Linked DNA regions of Mus musculus: all the other regions are linked to region 2. A link is a contact called in public ChIA-PET, Hi-C and promoter capture Hi-C data. All regions are on one chromosome and are shown on one strand. Each heading gives the region's core, a stretch centred on a gene start, on an enhancer-like site or on the middle of the called end of the contact. The rest is flanking DNA. Distances are from core to core; before and after follow the strand shown.

Region 1 (3,252 bases), core at 376-2,875, 730 kb before region 2:
TGTCTCAGGGAAAAGTACTCTAGGTAGAGGGAGTAGAAAGCAGACAGCACCAGAGCCTGCCTGCAGGCTGGGAGAACAGCAGAGGCCAGTCTGTTGTAAGTGGAAGGAAGGTAGGACAAAGTAGGTTAGAGTTCTACTCGAAGAGTAAAGTCTTCTGAGTCCTGTAGGTGATGTAAGGATTTTAGTGTTCACACTGAGACAGAGCCATTGGAAGAAGCACACGATCTGATTAAGGCTTTCACGGGAGGCTCTCTTCTGTATTGAGTATAGGGTAGCAAACATGAATGGGACCCTCAGAATTACATACTGACTGTGGTTCATACCAACACAGGTGGAAAATGGTCCGATTCTGCAAAGACTTTGAAGACAGCATCTACTGATTGTGCTAAGTAGGTGTGATGTGTGAGAAAGAGCAGTTAAGATGCTCGCTCCCCAAAAAGTAGTTGCTTAGAAAATTGTTGAAATAGAAGCAGTTAATAAAAATCTTTTATTTTTATTTGTATTGAAAAGCTAGGTTTTTGTTTTTTAAACTTTGTGGGTTAATCTAATATTTGTAATTCTGGGTCTTTTTTTCTTTTTTTTAAAGATTTATTTATTTATTATATGTAAGTACACTGTAGCTGTCTTCAGACACTCCAGAAGAGGGAGTCAGATCTCATTACGGGTGGTTGTGAGCCACCATGTGGTTGCTGGGATTTGAACTTTGGACCTTCGGAAAAGCGGTCCGGTGCTCTTACCCACTGAGCCATCTCACCAGCCTGGGTCTTTTTTTCTTGAGGGTCTTTCCCTTCAAACATGAATGGAATTGAATACACTGACAACTATACAAAGCCTGTCTTCAACTCCATTCCTCGTCCACACTTGAGTTGTATTTTAGAATTAATGAAGCATTAAAAAATGTTTCTGAGCTAAGAAGGTGGATCTCTTGATTTCGAGCCCAGTCTGATCTTTAGAGGGAATTCTAGGCCAAGGTCCATAGAGAAAAACTTTTCTTGGAAAAACAACAACAAAAAACCACCCCCACACACACCAAAACAAAAACAAAAACAAAAACAACAAAATGTTCCTGAAAACAATTTGCACAAAATGAAGGCAGCTGCAAGTGTAATATAATACTAGGTATAAACTAAATTTTCGGATAGAAATGTTCACTTTGAGTTAGCCTTTCAAGTGTCTTCAAAAGTTCCCATCCATTTTTCCTCTCCTAGTCTTTCTAACTCGACCAATTGCAGTCAACATTTTTCAACTTCGTCGTCCCTTTACGGTAGGAATCACACACATTTTTTTTTTTTAGAACTTACTTTCAAAGATGAGAGCGGTGGCTGGGCATGGAGGCACAAGCCCTAGGCTGAAGGAGGAGGGTCCCCAGTTCGAGATCAGCCTGATCTGACTTTGTTTTGGGGAGGGCGGGAGTACTTTTCACGAAGGCGGCGGCAATTTAGCAGCACCAGCATCCTCGGAAAGTCATCTCGTGCGTAAGATCCAGGGAGTCAATCACGCAACTGGGTCTGCGAGGTGGGCGGGACCTAAGCCTTGCCCCGCCCCGAGACGATTGACTGGTCCTCTGGGTTCTGTCGGAACGGGGTGTGGATTGTTAGGCGGTCCCGCATCTACTTCCGGTGGCTAGGGATGCGCATCCGGGTCACGCTAACGCCGCGGTTTCCGCCACTCTGTTGGTTCCAGAGTGGGTCCGTAATCGTCCCATGTCGTGCTGGGCAGTGTCTGCAGCCGTCTGGTGAGTCCCCGCCGCCGCCAGGGTGTGAGCGCGGTGGCTCGGGTGCAGCGTTCGGGGTCCCGGCTGAAGAGGTCCTCCTTGGTCGTGCTGGGTAGGGGGTCCCGTCACCGTCCCCCTCGTCCCTGCCTGCCGGTCTGCCCTCGAGCTTTTCCCGGGCGTCGCTCTGGCCTCGCCCCTTCTCGCCTAGGCGCCGGGTCTCTGCCTCCCCCTTCTCTCAGCACTTCTTCCCGATCCACTGTTTTTCCACCCGGAGCGTTGGGGTTCGGCTCTGTCCCCCAGCCCTCCTCGCCTGTGACCCTTCCCCCCTCCAGGGACTGGTAGATGACAAGAGTGTTGCGCCTGCCCTTTCAGAGCGAGAGGGCTTCCTCCGAGTCCAGATCCTGGCCGACTGCTCCAGCTTGGAGGCGCGAGGTTAGACTTGAGGTCGCTTCCCCAGTTAGAGAACAACAAAGGCGTCCCCAGGTCCTCGCACTGCCTCAGTTTGCTGGGCTCTCTGGGCAGCAGCGAACAGGTGGCGGACTCGCTGGCGGGCTTGTGAGATCTCCTGAATTGACAGGTCTTCGTCCTGTCTGTTTTGAGTCCTCTGTCCCACGAGAATGGATGTGCACAGCTGAGGCAAAAGTGCGGATGTTCTTCACTCTGCATGGATTTAAAGTTAGAGGACTCCGGGTTTCTAAACTTTTAAACGACTGTGATGTGGTGTGGTGTTGCTGTTTTCTGCCAAGATTCACCAATGTAATATCATTTTCCTTATAAGCCAGACATTGTTTCTTAGAACGTTCTTTTTAACTTCTTTTTCTCTAGTGTTGCTACCATGGTTTAGAAATCATGATCTTAGCATTTTAAAATTTAAGACATCTTATCTTACATTTTCTGGAGGTTTAAAATCATCTATAATGTGAAAAGGGTTAGACTTTATAATGGTTAATGTCCTGTTTCTCAAATTTTGTGATCTAAGGTATATCTAGAGGTACAAATTTGGATAATTCTTTTTTTTTCCTCCCTTCCGGTTTTTGGGGTGTTTGTAGCATATCATTGCAACCATCATTTTCTTTTCGTCATTTTGTGCGTGATCAGTCTAAAATTCAGTATTAATAATTAAATATGTACAGAACAAATAACCGCGTTTATTATTGGTTCCTCTTGGCACAGTTCTCCCTCATATACACATAAGAGAATAGAACATAGACTGCCATATTCCAAAATTGGGCCACTCCCTTCACCTATTTTTAGCAAAGGACTTTGGAGCTTGGCCATGTTAGTCCTAGATGCCACAGAGAAAGACCCTTCTGGTTGGCTTTCAGGATTAACCTGGCCAGGGAAGCCCCTATGAACATTTATCTGTCCTCCCCTGCACCTACACAAACTGGGAAGAGGAGCCTTTGTTCAGCCTGACCTCCTCATTTCCCAGCAACAACCCCAGTAATCGTAGCTGCTCCGTTGACTTCTTTACCTCGAGGTTTGACGAATATTTCTTTTTTTACATATATAGTTGGTGCACAACTTTTTTTCATTTC
Region 2 (3,212 bases), core at 115-2,614:
TGGGCTCAGCGGTGGTGTGCTTACCTAGCACGCACAGGGTTCTGTGTTCAGATCCTACTTCTGAGGGGGGGGGGAAGAGTTCTCATGATTGCACCATGTAGACACAATGTCTCGACCTTTCTGAACTCTAATCAATATCATTCATTCAAATTCCAGTTCCGGCTGTGTGTGGTGGTGCATACCAGTAATCCCACTTGAGAGGGAGAGGCAGGAGGATTGCCAAAAATTAGAAGCCAGCTGGGCTACATTGTAAGAATGTAGCCTTTCGCACAAAACAGAACATGCCCCTTCTGGAAGCTGTTTTCTGTCTGCAGATAATAAAAATCCTTCTTTTCTCTTTAAACCAGACAGACAGACAGACAGATAGACAGACAGACAAAAACAATACCCAGCCTCTTACTTTTTGGTTGTTTCACTACTGTTATGAGTTGAAACACGCCCTTTCAAAAGAAGCTGAAGTCCTACCCCTGCCCACCCCTCAGTGCCCGAGAATGTGGCTTTATTTAGATGAGGGGTTTTGTTGTTGTTGTTGTTGTTTTAAATCTCTTTGAGACAGGGTCTCCCTACTGACCTCAGCCTGGTCTAGAACTCACTTTGTTACACAAGCTGACGTTGAGTTAAAAATTCCTCTTTCTTTAGTTTCCCAAATGCTGGAATTACAGTTTCCCACCGTTCGTGGCTCAGATTGGGTTTTTGAAGTTGATCAAGGTAAGGTACGCCATTAGGGCCAATTCCTAATTCAATTTGCTTGGAGTCCTTTTAAAGGGGGAAATTTGGACCTAAAGACGGATACAGGGAGGCTGGGGTTATGCCGCCACAGTCAAGGGAAGCCAATACATTGCCATCAAAGCACCTGTGGCTGGGATGCAGGAACGGATTTCAGCTCACACGGTCCTCAGCACAGGTCAATGCTTGGGAACATACAGAGTGCAGATTTCTAGCCCATTTCATTCATTCATTTAACTTTATTTTGTGACACTGGGCATAGGAACCAATGGTAGACAAGCACTCTACCTCTGAACCACGATCCCATCCCTTTCATTCTAAACATTTCTCATAGATCACCTCATTTAACCATCTTGTTATCCTTTTGTTATAGCTATCCATCTCCACCTTACAGTTGAGAAAGCTGTGAAACAGAGAGGCTAAATAACTTGTTCAAAGTCACATGCTAACAAGAAAACACTTTGTAGATAGTACAGTATGTCACTCGTGTTAGATTGTACTTTTTTTTTTTTTTTTTTTTTTCCAATTTAGGTCTCGGCTTCCTCTTCTTACGTGACACTTCCTTCCCTGGGCGACAGGGGCCGCTGCACCGCGCGGGCGCTGACAGGTCTCTCTAGCTTGCTGCGCCTGCTACTCGTTGGTGCCTATAAATGGCTGCGCTGTGCTCAGCGAGGCATCAGTCCGCTACCGCGGGACCCGGGGCTGTGTCAGGTCTGGAAGTGGAGCTGGAGCTGACCGAAGGAGCTGCCGCTGGGCCGGGGTGGAACACAGCTCTGCACCGGGGTCTTAAGGAGGGGTGTGTTGCTGCTGGCTCACTGCGAGCCGCCTCCAGCCTGCGCCGAGGCACCTTCCCGCCAGGCCGTCTGCCTCTGTCTTCCGCCTCCCTCCATTTCCCCGGAATCTCAGCCCGGCGCGGCTGGACCCTGGCTCTCCTGTGGGTGGGAAAGCCCCAGCCTTTTTCCTGCTATACTCCTTTATCCCAGGCTGGCCTTCCAGCCTTCTCTCGCCTTTCCCTGCGGAGTGGGTCTCACCCTTTTCCGTCTTTAGCCCAGGCTCCTTACCCCTCCCCTTTAGCCGAGTTCCAGCACCCTGGTGATTTTCCTTAGCCAAAGGTCCTATCCTTCTTCCTCCTTTCCCTTGCCCGTGGTCCAGCCTATCCGGCCCTTCCCCTCTCTTCAGGACGCAGTTTCCCCGATTTCCTTCTCTCAGCCTGAAGTTCTAGATCCTTTCGGTTTCCTCCTTAGTCCCTCCAAGGTACTTAACCCCTTTTTGCAGTTTGGACTTTGAGATTGTGAATCTCTAGAAAACGAAAATACTTCTCTAAAACATGAACTTTTCCTAGAGATTGCCCCAGTCTCACCCCATCTGCAGGACTCCTTGCTACCTATGTCCCAGGTCTTACACGCACTTCGCTAAGGGCTGAGGCCTCCTAGGCTGGGGGATCAGTATGATGCTTCGGTGGTCCGGCGTCTGGGGATTTCATCCACCTCGGATCTTCCCCTCCTTGCTGGTGGTGGTTGCCTTGGTGGGACTGCTACCTGTTCTCAGGAGCCACGGCCTCCAGCACAGCCCTACTGCCAGCACCATCAGAGGTTCTGAACCACCCCGGGAACGCTCAATTGGGGATGTCACCACGGCACCATCAGAGCCTCTCCATCGCCCAGATGACCACAATTTGACCAACTTAATCATTGAACATGGCGGTAAGCCATCTCGGAAGGCCTTCCCAGTCCTGGACATTGACTACCCTCACGTGCGCACACCCTTTGAGATCTCCCTCTGGATTCTCCTGGCCTGCCTCATGAAGATAGGTAAGTGCATGATGGTGCTGTTGCTGCCACCACCAGATAGGTGAGCTTCTTGCCCCACTTGTTACCAGGTTCTGCTTCTCAGGCTCTGAATGAACCACTTCTGCAACGCGGGCGGGCAGCCTCTCCCTCCTTTTTGTTGGTCCTTAAACTCCAGCTCTGGCCTGTGAGCTGGCATTATGTAGCAGGAGGGAGGGTCAGGAGCGTGCACGAGATGGGATGCTTCTGATATTGGTTTCAGAAAAGCTGCCAAGGCTTGGCTGGTCTCCTACAGCTGGGATGGGACCTAGAGAGGAGGCAGGTGCTTAGCTATGTGTAAGACAGGAATATCCTTTAGCAAGTGGCCCTTTCTGTCCTGTCAACAGGAATCAGTACGGATTTATTACATTCTTTGTGAAAGGGTGTTTTAGGACTTGGCCTGTCTAAGGATTTTGCGTAGAGTAAGGAACTAGGTACAAGGCACTTAGGTGTGTGGTAGAACACAGGGATCCCCAGAGACTTATTTACCTTCATCCCCAGAGTGATACCTCTCAGCTTTGCCTGCCAAGGCCAGTCAGAAGCCCCTGAGTCAGGTCCCAGTCCAGAAATGCCAACCGTTATCCAGTTCATAGGAATGGCTACAGCCAGCCATTTGGGGATGGCAAGAAAGTAGAGGAGGTTGAGGTTTGGTTCAGGTTT
Region 3 (2,891 bases), core at 112-2,611, 860 kb before region 2:
TCTGCAGTGCCAAGCATTCTCCAAAATCCTAGTCACACACAGTCCAGAGAATGAGGGCTAGGCCTCTCTCTGTCCCTTTCGGGCCTCAATTTTCTCATTCTGTAAAATGGGGTTAAAATACGTTTTGTATTTGCTGTCTTTGTCAGACAAAACCTATATCCTGGCATCTAGTAGGTGCTCCATACACGACATAGACTATGTCCACTATCGAGACTGCTGGGAGGGAGACGGGGGCTTTATACTGGCATTATACCTTGTCTCCCTGTGAAGTCTCTCTACGCTCTGAGGAGACAGCAAAACAAACTTTGAGGACCCCAGAACAATTTAATAGGAAGCAATCTATCAAGGGACCAAGGGTTATCCGCTTTCTCCCCTAGCTCTCTCAGGCTGCCGCCGCCGAGGATCAGGCCGCCAGCCAGACCCATAAAGCACTCGGACCAGTCTCCAGATCGGGGGTGCAGGTAAGGACTGAAAAAGGGAATCGACCTTCCCTGGTCAGTCCCAGGTGGTTTACTCCCTTCGCTGAGCGACAGGACCAGAAACCGATCCTAGAAAGAGCTCCCAGCCCGCCTGCCCCCACCGAGAGGAAGGGATTCTGCGGAAGGGGGCGGGGAGGAGGAGTGGTCGGGTCTCTCCGGCCGGGATTTGCCTGGACTTGAAGACGCTCGCTTTAGCAGAGAACAAACCCAAAGAGCCACGAGAAGGCGTCCCCTCTCATTGGCCAGGAGTCCGAAGGAGCCAGGGAGGGCTCCGCATCCCCCTCCCTCCCAGGGTGGTAGTGGGGAGGGTAAAGAGAGAGAGGGCAGTGGGGAGGGGAAGGGAGAGCGGAGGCTGCAGTTGATGCAACCCTAGCCCTAGCTTACGTGCTCTCAGACCCTAAGCCCGGGGGGAGCGCACCAGACTTAGACCGGGTCTGCCCGAAGCTCGGCGGTGGCTGGAGGAGAGCGGGTTCGCCCGGCTGTTGCTTACCTCTCGGGTCTCGGGGCCGGCCACACCACCCCTGGTGAACGGCAGGTAGCCCTTGATCTCGGAATGGCACTCGGAGTCCGCTACGATCATGGTGTACGCCAGGACCCGGCCGCGGCTCGTCCGCGCCTGGGACACCCGAGGGGTCTAGGTCGGGCGCGCACAGGAGGCCGGGACTAGGGGTCGCCGGGGAAGCTCGAGATCCCCGGGCTGTCTCTCGGGATTAGGAGAACCGGCGCTACGGCGATAGACACTCCTTTCAGCCCAGCTTGGAAAACTGCGGCCGGCCTCGGAGGCCTGAGATTGGCCGCGGCGCAGAGGTTTTCACGGCCCGGAGTGCCTCGGAAGTCCGCAGTGGCCAGCGCTGCTCGGGAAGCCGGCGCTCCTCACCATCCCCACCACGGAACTGCCAGCGCTCGCCCGGCTCTGTCAGCCCGCTGCGGTCCCTGGGGGAGGGCGGGGACACAAAAGTCCCACGGCGCAGCCAATCAGATGCCTGTTTCTCGGGGAGGCGGAGCCGACACCTCCCTCCGGAGCCAACCTTCCGTCCAATCAGCATCGACAAGCGCCTGGGAACTCTGGGAGCTGTAGTTGGCCTCGCACAGATGCTGCAAACTTTTGCATGAAGGCGTTAGTCAGGTCTCTGGCAATACCAGATGAGAGTGACAGCCCAAGGAGTCATTAGGGCTGCGTGATGAAACGGGACTTCACGGGGCTGGGCCAGACAGCCAGGTGTGAAATCCCTTCTGAGTAAGTTCTTCAGCTTTCCAGTTCCTGGAGGGACTGGTTAGGTCTGCAGAGAGTTCTAACCACACACATCCAGTTCTTCTAATTATAGATCAAAACCCACAAATTTGAAGCCAAGAGCCACCACCCTGTCCCCTCAGGCCCTGAGGGATCTGCACCTTCAGAAACACTAAACCAAGGAAATCACCTTATTTGTGGAGTCTCTGGAAAAGCCCTCACTGAAATACCCTTGACAATCTCAAATTTAATCTCAATCCTCATTGCTACAATTTCCCCTCTTCTGTCCTGCCTTGGGTGCCTTCACACCGCCTTCCACCCTCCAGGCACTCATGGAAACTTTGTAACTTAGGTGTTTGGCTTGATCTATTTCTCACTTCTCCCTCTGGCCACTCCTCTCTGACTCCTCTTTTTCCATCCACTCCCTAAACGTGGGTGCTCTCCTAGTTTCTGTTTTTAGCCCTCTTTTTCTCTAGACATTCACTCTCATGACTTCCCTACACTCACCTCTTCCATCCAGATCTCAGCACTTTACCCTTGATTCACCCATTCACTTCTACTCATCTCCTTCGCGGTTTTTCTTCAGGCCTCTCCCGTTTCAAGTTTCTCTTTATTCTGGTTAAGGAGTCCTAGACAGAGCTGGAGCTGATTAATCCTCTCAGTTCCTGCCTGAAATAGTCTTGAGTTTAGGCTTATGATACCAAAGGTGATCTCCTGACTTGGTCTAATGCCTTCTGTAGGGAAGGGAGTTCACCTGCATGCTCCTTAGAGCCCTAAACTCGGGCTGGACCTTTCTCTCTGTGTTTTAATACTTTCCATACTGTAACTTGTGTTGTCATATTCTGTGTATTTGTCTTATCTGAAAGTTTTTATTATAAACTTGTTGAGGGCAGTGTCTACATTTAGACTTTTTTTTTTTCTTTCTACCTTATGCCACCTGGCACAACGTGCTTCTAATAATATACCCTTGGCCACTGAATATCCCTTTGGGTTAATTCTTTTCTAAACAACTCTATATCAGATTCAGCTTTCTCCTTAAAAACATAGACTCAGCCGGGCATGGTGGCACACGCCTTTAGTCCCAGCACTTGGGAGGCAGAGGCAGGTGGATTTCTGAGTTCAAGGCCAACCTGGTCTACAGAGTGAGTTCCAGGACAGCCAGGGCTACACAGAAGCCTGTC
Region 4 (2,963 bases), core at 152-2,651, 730 kb after region 2:
ACTGATGGTGGCAGCAGTGGGTGGAGCACGGGGCTTCAGAAGCTGCGCCTTCACCTCAGCTGAGGTAGAAGAGGCACATTAAGGTATTGGCAAAGAAGAGGAAACTGCAGGCACCCGCATCGATGATGGATGAGGCCCCACTCTTTAAGGGGGTTTTTTTGGTGGAGGTGCTGTTTTTGTTAGTACCAGAAGCGGCCGTAGTGGCTTGTCCCAAGGATCCTGTTTGTATCTGCAAGAGAAGCGCTGCTCAGTAGGATTTGAACCTTCTGTTGAGGGCTCCTGCCCCTTTGTTCCCTTTCTTCAACTCTAGGCTTCCATAAAACTGCCATCAGCCCTGTTGAGATGTTTGGCTTCCCACCTCATCACAGGCAAGGGAAAGGCAGCCCCCATGTTTGTCATTCTTCCACCTCGAAACTTCCCACCACTTTTCAGGCTGCCAGATCCTCCAGCAAAGAGGGAAACAGAAACCCAAATGTGGGCTTCCCCTCCCAGAGCCTCGGTTTCCTCATCTCCTGGTGATCAGAGTCCACCATGGTCCAGAGTATCACACGTGACGGGCCTGAGTAAGGCCCCTGGCAGAGGGTGGGGTGGGGATGGCAGGTGACAAGCTGTCCTTGATGCTTGATCGGGCAGTAACTGAAGTTGCCCTTGATGGTCATCAAACTAGTTTTGGTGGCCATCAAACTGCCTTGATGCATGGTCTAGATGTTCTTGATCAAGAACTTGATGGCTCCATTCCCTGTGCTAATCAGGCCTCTCTGCGTACATAGTGCCACAAAGGATGCCTCCCAGGGTGGCAGTTGATCTGCAGAGTATATGGGAGACTTCTGTCTCTGTATTCCTGCACACCCACAATTCACTATGGCAGGGGCAGGGGACCCTCGGTCACCTATGGCAGTCTATTAGACCTCTCTCCAGCCCTCTCAAAAGGGCCACTTCTGCGGCTCTCCTCATCAGGGCTTCCTCTCCTGATCCAGAATTACCCAGAACCCTCTGAGTAGCTTCACACATCAGACACCTTCTGAGATTTCCCTCTCTGAGGCCAGTCTGATAGCGCCTGTGAGGAGTAGAAACCCAGCCATATAGGCCCTCCTAGATCCCTGGTTTCCAGTTGGCGACCATCTATCTCTGTCCCTGTGGTAGAAGGCAAGGGTCCCCACCACCACCACCGAGAACCTGCATTCCTTCCCCAGAACCTGGACCAAACCATTAAGCTAAGACCTGGTGGTAGCTGCAGTGACTCTAGGAGGAGCTGTCCTTACCTGAATCACAACCAGAAGAATGATAGTGAGGAAGAGGAGGAAGCTCTTCATCCTGAAATCTTCCTGGGCTCTGTAGCAGCTTTGAGAGATGAGTTCAGGACAGTCTGCAGGCCACTTTGAACCTGGCTGCTTTTTCTGCAGAAGAGAAAGGGAGGAGGCGGGAGGAAGGAGGGCCTAGGGGCGGGGAAAGGAGCTTCCTTCTTTCAAACCTGGGGGTGGATGAAACTAGCCTTGAGGTTCCTGTAGATGAGTTGTCAGTTCTCAAAAGAAGCACAGGCAGGGCATACAGAGCAACATGGAGACACGGGGCAGGATGGATGGATGGTTTCCAGGCTTGGAGCCCTGTGTCCTGGGAAGGAATCTTGTTTTCATGATTTGACAACTCAGACCTCAGGCCTGAGGCTGAATTTACAAGTCTTTAACATCCCCCTCAAAAAAAAAAAAAAAAAAAAGTATGCTGCAGTGATAAGCCTTATTTTTTTATCTTTGTATTTTGAGACATGGTCTATGTCACTCTGGATGGGTTTACATTCAAGCTGCTCCTGCCTCAACCTCTGAATTCTGGAATTGCAGCCCTACATCACACTGCTGACTAATCACTTACTTTAAAAAGAGCCAACAAGGGGCAGGAGAGGTGGCTCAGAGATTAAGAGCCCTGGTTGCTCTTCCAGAGGACCCAGGTTCAATTCCCAGCACCCACATGGCAGCTCACAACTGTAACTCCAGTTCCAGGGAGTCCAACACTCTCACACAGACACCCATGCAGGCAAAATATCAATGCATATACAATTAAAAAAATCATTAAAATAAAAAGCATGCCAGCTCTTAGGAGACAGAAGCAGGTGGGTCTCTATGAGTCTGAGGCTAGCCTGGGCTACATAGTGAGTTCCAAGTTCCAAGATTGAACTACATAGTTAAGATTCTGGCTCAGGCTAGGTGTGGTGGCGCACGCCTTTAATCCCAGCAATTGTGAGGCAGAGGCAGGCAGATTTCTGAGTTCGAGGCCAACCTGGTCTACAGAGTCAGTTCCAGGACAGTCAGGGCTACACAGAGAACCCTGTCTCAAAAATAAATAAATAAATAAATAAATAAATAAATAAATAAATAAATAAATAAATAAATAAAAATATTCTGGCTCAAAACAAAAATAAGCCAAAACAACCAAAAAGCCCTGTATATTGATAATGCCTAACTCTAGCAACTGTTATATAAATGGCAATTGTGTTTTGTTTTAAAGATTGAGTCCCTGTAATCCCAGAACTCAGGGTAGAGCCCAGGAGACGATCAAGGGCAGTTATATCTAAATGGTGACTTTGAGGCCAGCCTGGGCTACCTGGGACTCTGTCTGAAAACACACAGGCAAGCAAATGATCAGACAAGAGAAGGGAGCTAAGAGAGTGGAGTGGATGTAGAAGTCGTGGGAAATGGTGGATGGATCCTACCATTGGTTCTATGGAGGCTCAGGACCATTGAGATCCAGGAACCGGTAGCAAGATTTGATTAGTTTTGGGTCTGGCCCCATTTCCTCTGCTCCTCTGCTCTTTATTTTAAGTGAATCATTTTTGGGAAAAAAAAAATCCTTAAAGAAGTGTGTGTGTGTGTGTGTGTGTGTGTGTGTGTGTGTGTATGTGTGTGTGTGTATGTATGTGTGTGTGTGTGTGTGCATATGAGTGTTTCACCTGTGTACACCATGCATATGCC
Region 5 (2,973 bases), core at 82-2,581, 910 kb before region 2:
GAAAGAAAGAGCAAGGGAGGGAGGGAGAGAGAGAGGGAGAGAGGGAGAGAGAGAGAGAGAACAGACAATAGGACAATAGTGGTAAATATCTATAATCCCAGGCCCCTGCAGCCAGAAGGGTCTACAGAGTGAGTTTCTGGCCATTGAGCCATCTTCCCACCCACCCTCTTTTAAACACAGTTACAGGAACCCTACAGTTGCCTATAAGTCATCTCAACTTGCTCTAGCCAGAAAAAACTGAAAACTTGGTAACACAAGCTCCTTGGCTGACTTACCCTGCAGGAGGTACTCCATCATGTTAATGGTGCCCCCAGTGACGGGCATCATGGTGACTGGAGGCGCCTCCATGATGCCTCTAATTAGGTTCAAGACAACAGAACTGCAAACAGATCTTCCAACCGGAGAAGCACAGGATCCACCTGGAAAAGTCACACTTGTCCATACCCTGTTTGCTGCGGCAGTGGCCTTGAAACCAAAGCTCATTCAGTCTTAACTTTGCACATCTGCTTATACAGCCGGTTCCAAGAACGGGTGACTCGGGAATAAGAGGGGTTCTAGCTCCGGAGATACGGAATAGCCATCTAGTATCAAGTTCTGAACCTTATAAACGTTTTTCTATGTAATCTCGAGGCAGCTATGTAACCTCTTGTTCCGAAACCTACTGTCTCGTTTAAAATAAGACCAAGGGTGTTTAACCCCACAGCCCTCGTCTCCCCCACCCACTACCTGGCTCGAAAGAAACCGACATTCATATTCAAAAATGGTAACTACACTGGGCTACACTGAGAGGCCTCGTTTCCAAACATAAAGAAATAAAAACCGGCTGTGTTGGGGGGAACATCTGTAATCTCAATACTTGGGGACAGAGTTAGAAGGACGGCTGCAGCTTCGGGCTAGACTGGTCTATATAGCAAATCCCGGCCAATTAGGGCATCACAGTGAGACTGTCTCAAAGAAAAAACAAAAGAAAAGATCCGAGGGAGACCTAAGGACCTTGTCCACCCTTCACTCTATGCGGAGGCCATGCAGACTCAGGGAAAGGCCCCAGGGCACACGAGCGATGTAACTAGAACTGGTTCTGCCTTTATGAGAACGCCTCTGCAAATGAGCCAGGCGGGAAATATGAAGTTAGAGTGACTGTCCCGGTCCTCCCACGCGGGCAGCCGGGACACGTGTGCACTTACACTAGCAACACGTCTCCGTCCGCGCTACAGATCCTTGTAAAGCTGGAATTAAATCCACGCGTGCACACCCGCAATCCGCACCCCCAAATGCCGCCAGCGCAGAGCCAGAGAAACCGCCAAACTCTCCCTTCAGCACTTCCGGTAGGAAGCTGAGGGACAGGAAACTTCTCCGCTACCGCCCCGAAAAGTAAGGGTGCCGAGAGGGCAAGGAACGCGCCCGCCTTCTGGCACCGGTGTGCAAGAGCGCACGCGCAAGGTTCGGGGCTGCTGTTGCTTTGGGGTCCTAGTCTAGAGTGGTACCGTGGAAGGTGACTGTCATAGGACAGCTCTAGGATACGTTTTTTTTTTTTTTTTTTTTTTTTTCAGCTTCGACGACCTGGATGTTTTGATCAGATCTCATAAAGCCGATTGGATACCATATTTAAATTTTGAACTCAGCCACTGGGGGGAGCGAGGAAGGAGAGTCACATTGAAAAAGAAGGGAGGCGGAGGTGGCGGGGCTGGCAGTGAAAGAGATGTAAAATGAATAAGTTAAAAATTAAATTAAAGAAAAAGAAAAGGAAGGGGTATGTTGTAAATCGGAAACGCTAACCACAGCGTTGTGTATTTATATATAGACCTCAGCAGGAACAATATTTTGTGTGCTTTCAAGGGTCTGGAGAAACAGCTCAGTGCTAGAGCCTTGTCTGACATGTGCAAGGCCATAAGTTTAATACAAAACAACAGCAAACTTGTTCAATTTACAGTGCATACCATAACTTTAAATACATGGGACCAGGCACAGTTCAAATCTGAGAACCTTGGGAAGCTGTGGTAAGGATCTCTCCAGCAGAGCCATTCAACGCTTAAACAATATTGTGAGGTTTTTAATAAATAAATAAATAAATAAATAAATAAATAAGTTAATTAATAAGGGCTAGAGAGATGGCTGAGCAGTTAATAGCCCCTGCTGCTCTCTCAGAGGTCCCAAACTCCCACATAGTGGCTAACAACCATTTATAATTTCCTTTCCAGGGGCTCTATTACCTTGTCTGACTACATCAGTCACTGCATCCGTGTGGTAGACATGCATACACACTTGCAAAAACACTCATAACACAAAATATAAATAAATAACTAGGGGCTGGGAAGATGGCTAAGCAGTTTAGAGCACTTGCTGTTATTCAGAGGACCTGGGTTCAGCCCTAACACCCATATCATGTGACTCACAACCACCTGCCACTCTAGTTCCAAGGGATCTGACACCCTCATCTGGCATCCATGCTAAAGGACATACATGGTACACATATATCTAGGCACACATATACATTAGATAGATAGATAGATAGATAGATAGATAGATAGATAGATAAGGATTTTAAATTCAACAAGTACTTATTGAACTCTGTACATATGCCAAACACATAAGGGACATAGAGTGAGGCACCCTTAATCTTTCAGGACCCCTCCCTCCTTAACATTTCCCCAAAGGTCACTACCTCAGGCAAGGGTACCTGGTTCCCAGTCAGTCTGGGCAGCTTGTATCAGCTCAGGGCTCCACCTTGCTGTCACATGAAATCAGCTTGCTTCTCTGCCACTTTGTTCTTCTTTCTGCCACCTCCTCCCATGGCTTGACAGTTTAATCTCTAATACATCTTTCTTTGTAATCATGGAATGGTCTAGTTCAGTATATATCAACATAATCACTTATGACATTCAGACAACAACAAGAAGTTGAGTATTTAAGATTAAGAAAAATGCAGGGCTATACAGCTCAGTGGTACAGGGTGTCAGGCCTGAGGTTTGATCC
Region 6 (2,872 bases), core at 150-2,649, 600 kb before region 2:
TAACTGTGGCCATGTATGGCCATGAGGTTTCTTTTGTTTGTTTTCTTTTTTTTTTCTTCAAGACAGGGTTTCCCTGTGCAGCCTTGACTGTCCTAGAACTCACACTGTAGACCAAGCTGGCCTCAAATTCACAGAGATCCACCTGCCTCCACCTCCCAAGTGTTGGGGTTAAAGGCGTGTGCCAACCCCTCCCCCAGGTAGGGTTTCTTTCTTTGAAAACATGAACATGTTATCTATGCCCTGGATACAAGCCTGTGTGTGCGTATGAACATGTGTGCTGGAGTGTGTGCTTGTGTGTGTGTGTGTAGAGGACAACTTGTAGGAGTTGTGATGGAGCAGCCTGACTCCACCTTAAGTTCTGAAGCCATCTTATCATACTACCAAAATAAGTCCATTCCTCTTTTCTATAAAACTTAATTTGACCAGGTCTTGACCAACTTTCTGAATTTCGACAGGTTCCACACCCTATACCCTGATTTCAGTCTGATAGACGTTCTGCCAAATAATGCTGAAATGTTCGACCAAGTGCCTACATAACCCTTGAAAATGTCCATATTCTTGCAGTTTTGGGGGTTATATAAACCTCACCTCTTGTGTTCGATGCTGTTTTCTCATTTTGTATTTGTTTTGTTTTTTCGAGACAGGGTTTCTCTGTGTAGCCTTGGCTGTCCTGGAACTCACTCTGTAGACCAGGCTGGCCTCGAACTCAGAAATCCTCCTGCCTCTGCCTCCTAAATGCTGGGATTAAAGGTCTGTGCCACCACTGCCCGGCGATGCTGTTTTCTCAAAACCCCAGTTTAGCGAGATAGCCATCTCTGACAAAATTAAGCTTGCTTAATTTGACCAAAAATTGTTTAATCATTTCTACTCATCTTCAGTGGGATTAACAGTTGAGCCTCTCCTTCCACCATCACGCAGGTATTTATTTATGAATACAATATCACTATCTTCAGACACACCAGAAGAGGACAGCAGATCCCATTATAGATGGTTGTGATCCACCATGTGGTTGCTGGGAATTGAACTCGGGAGTTCTGGAAGAGCAGAAAACTAGCAGTTTGGCGGGAAAAGGGGGCTAGCGAGCGGCGGAAGTGATGTAGGGTTGCATGCGACGGAGATGGGGTGTGTGTGAAGAATGCTTGAGGATGGCCCCGGAAGTATCGTTTTGATTGGTTGTTTTCTTGAATACTGTCCTATCGGAAATTTGCCCTCAGTAAAGATGGCCGCGCATGCTTCCATTCCTTCTTGGGGCCGGGTGTTTTTCCTAAGCTTGGCCTTGATACCGAAAAAAAAAGGAGGGGACTCATGAGTTCTGATTGGCTGAAGGTAAATGTGTCCAGGGCGCTGATTGGCTGTCCCTTCGCGGGAAGGAGTTTGTGGCGCCAGTGCAAAGTAGCCAGAAGGCTGCCACGCCAGAGCGGCACAGAGTTCCCAAGTGTTCTTAGTTTTCGTGTCCGAGCGTCTTGGGCCGCTCTCTCCGGAGAACTGCGACCAGGATGTGGAATAGTAATGGCGGGCGTGGGGAGAGTCACGCGAGGGTGTTGGGAGTGGGCGAGTCTGGCGCAGGAAGGCCGGGACGGAGCGAGAGGCCCGAGGCGGGCTCGGCGGCGTTCGCGGGGTGGCAGGGGGATTGTCGCGGCTGGGGCGGTGGGGACAGCGGTCGCCAGGTATAGAGATGGGGAGCGCAGCGCAGACTCTGACGACGGTCGTTCCCCGCAGGCGGATTCGAAAGCTTCAGCAGCTCCACCTATGGCGGAGCAGGCGGCTACACGCAGTCCCCCGGTGGCTTCGGGTCGCCCACACCGTCGCAGGCGGAGAAGAAATCGGTACGTAGACTGACGGCTCCGTTCTCATTTGTGTCCTGGCCAGGAGGGAACGTGTTTTCGTGCGGGAGGGTGGCACACCCCAAGGTGTCAGAAGCTGTCCGTTACCTACCTTGTCTTTTGTATGGTCAAGTGGGGAACAGGGTTTTTATTATTTTATTGTTTGGCAAGCCTGCAGTGGTTCGCCCGGCCTCCATTTTCCTGGCCCTACCACTCGAAAGTATGCTTTAGTAGAGTTTAATATCGCTGTCCCCAGGGCACAAAAATCCCTGAAGAACAAGAGTCCACTGTGTTCAGAACAGGTTTGGGGTTGTTTCCTGTTGGTAACTGACAGGAAGGACACGCTAAGCCTTAATCTGCTGGGCTTTTTCTGCCTCGTACATATTCATTGTATGACCAAGTGTTTTGGAGGTGTTTGTAGCTCTGGCTGGCCTGGAACTCAGAGATCCACCTGCCTGTACACTGTAGTTGTCTTCAGACACACCAGAAGAGGGCATCAGATACCACTACAGATGGTTGTGAGCCACCGTATGGTTGCTGGGAATTGAACTCAGGACCTCTGGAAGAGCAGTCAGTGCTCTTAACCGCTGAGCCATCTCTCCAGCCCAAAAAGATCCTTTCTTAAAAAACAAACAAACTACATTGCTCGTAGGTGGCTTGAGAGGCAAGTGTCTTTGCTAGATGCTCCTCTGCCCACTCCATCTGACTCTCCTGTTAAGATGCCCAAAGATGAGCAGCTTGACGAAACTCACCAGGTTTTCTGCAGAGACTGCCATCTGGTTGCCAGAATATCTCCTAAAAGAAGCTATACTTCTAACTTCTTCCATTTTATCAAGAAACCTAGAGCATCTTCGTAGTCCTTTTTCTGCTTGTCATTTCTCAAGCCTTTTCACAAGGCCCTGTTGTCTCCGTGGTGTCCTGAACACTGCTCTTGCTATGTCTGGGATGTGCTCTTTCTACCCCTACCTCTCTGAGACAGTTGTTTTCTTGTTGTTGTTTTGTTTTGGGTGTCTGTGTGTGTGTGTGTGTGTGTGTGTGTGTGTGTGTGT

Evidence for each region. Promoter capture Hi-C pulls out the DNA fragments that hold promoters and counts their contacts. Hi-C and Micro-C count contacts between places; a contact is called where the count stands out from the background. ChIA-PET counts read pairs in DNA pulled down with a chosen protein or histone mark. Capture Hi-C pulls out chosen DNA fragments and counts their contacts.
Region 1: a promoter capture Hi-C map of adipose tissue shows a contact between it and region 2. The contact joins the promoter of Eya3 here to the promoter of Slc9a1 in region 2. A contact is called at or near these places in 3 of 39 promoter capture datasets (cranial neural crest, liver and pre-B cells), 1 of 115 datasets of contacts at active chromatin or transcription factors (pancreatic cancer cells) and 2 of 9 other capture datasets (adipose tissue and liver).
Region 3: a contact with region 2 is called in a promoter capture Hi-C map of liver, with 2.5 times the contacts expected there. The contact joins the promoter of Sesn2 here to the promoter of Slc9a1 in region 2. A contact is called at or near these places in 2 of 9 other capture datasets (adipose tissue and liver).
Region 4: a contact with region 2 is called in an RNA polymerase II ChIA-PET map of memory CD8 T cells, with 10 read pairs. The contact joins the promoter of Cd52 here to the promoter of Slc9a1 in region 2. A contact is called at or near these places in 1 of 39 promoter capture datasets (cranial neural crest) and 1 of 115 datasets of contacts at active chromatin or transcription factors (memory CD8 T cells).
Region 5: a contact with region 2 is called in a Hi-C map of B cells, with 9 read pairs. The contact joins the promoter of Med18 here to the promoter of Slc9a1 in region 2. A contact is called at or near these places in 1 of 484 Hi-C or Micro-C datasets (B cells), 1 of 115 datasets of contacts at active chromatin or transcription factors (embryonic stem cells) and 1 of 9 other capture datasets (pancreatic islet).
Region 6: a contact with region 2 is called in a promoter capture Hi-C map of liver, with 2.8 times the contacts expected there. The contact joins the promoter of Rpa2 here to the promoter of Slc9a1 in region 2. A contact is called at or near these places in 2 of 39 promoter capture datasets (both in liver) and 1 of 9 other capture datasets (adipose tissue).

What each region holds. Positions count from the first base shown.
Region 1 is chr4:132,637,421-132,640,672 of GRCm38.p6, forward strand. Eya3 (EYA transcriptional coactivator and phosphatase 3) reads left to right here and starts at 1,626. Exons shown (of 17, transcript NM_210071.2): 1 at 1,626-1,735.
Region 2 is chr4:133,368,371-133,371,582 of GRCm38.p6, forward strand. Slc9a1 (solute carrier family 9 (sodium/hydrogen exchanger), member 1) reads left to right here and starts at 1,365. Exons shown (of 12, transcript NM_016981.3): 1 at 1,365-2,537. The coding sequence starts at 2,174. It overlaps Mir5122 (microRNA 5122), which reads left to right and starts at 1,406; the gene lies at 1,406-1,494.
Region 3 is chr4:132,509,095-132,511,985 of GRCm38.p6, forward strand. Sesn2 (sestrin 2) reads right to left here and starts at 1,362. Exons shown (of 10, transcript NM_144907.1): 1 at 970-1,362. The coding sequence starts at 1,059.
Region 4 is chr4:134,093,672-134,096,634 of GRCm38.p6, forward strand. Cd52 (CD52 antigen) reads right to left here and starts at 1,402. Exons shown (of 2, transcript NM_013706.2): 1 at 1,263-1,402; 2 at 1-229. The coding sequence starts at 1,313. The coding sequence ends at 56.
Region 5 is chr4:132,462,590-132,465,562 of GRCm38.p6, forward strand. It overlaps Med18 (mediator complex subunit 18), which reads right to left and starts at 1,332. Exons shown (of 3, transcript NM_026039.3): 1 at 1,185-1,332; 2 at 276-419. The coding sequence starts at 348.
Region 6 is chr4:132,766,961-132,769,832 of GRCm38.p6, forward strand. Rpa2 (replication protein A2) reads left to right here and starts at 1,400. Exons shown (of 9, transcript NM_011284.3): 1 at 1,400-1,506; 2 at 1,720-1,826. The coding sequence starts at 1,497.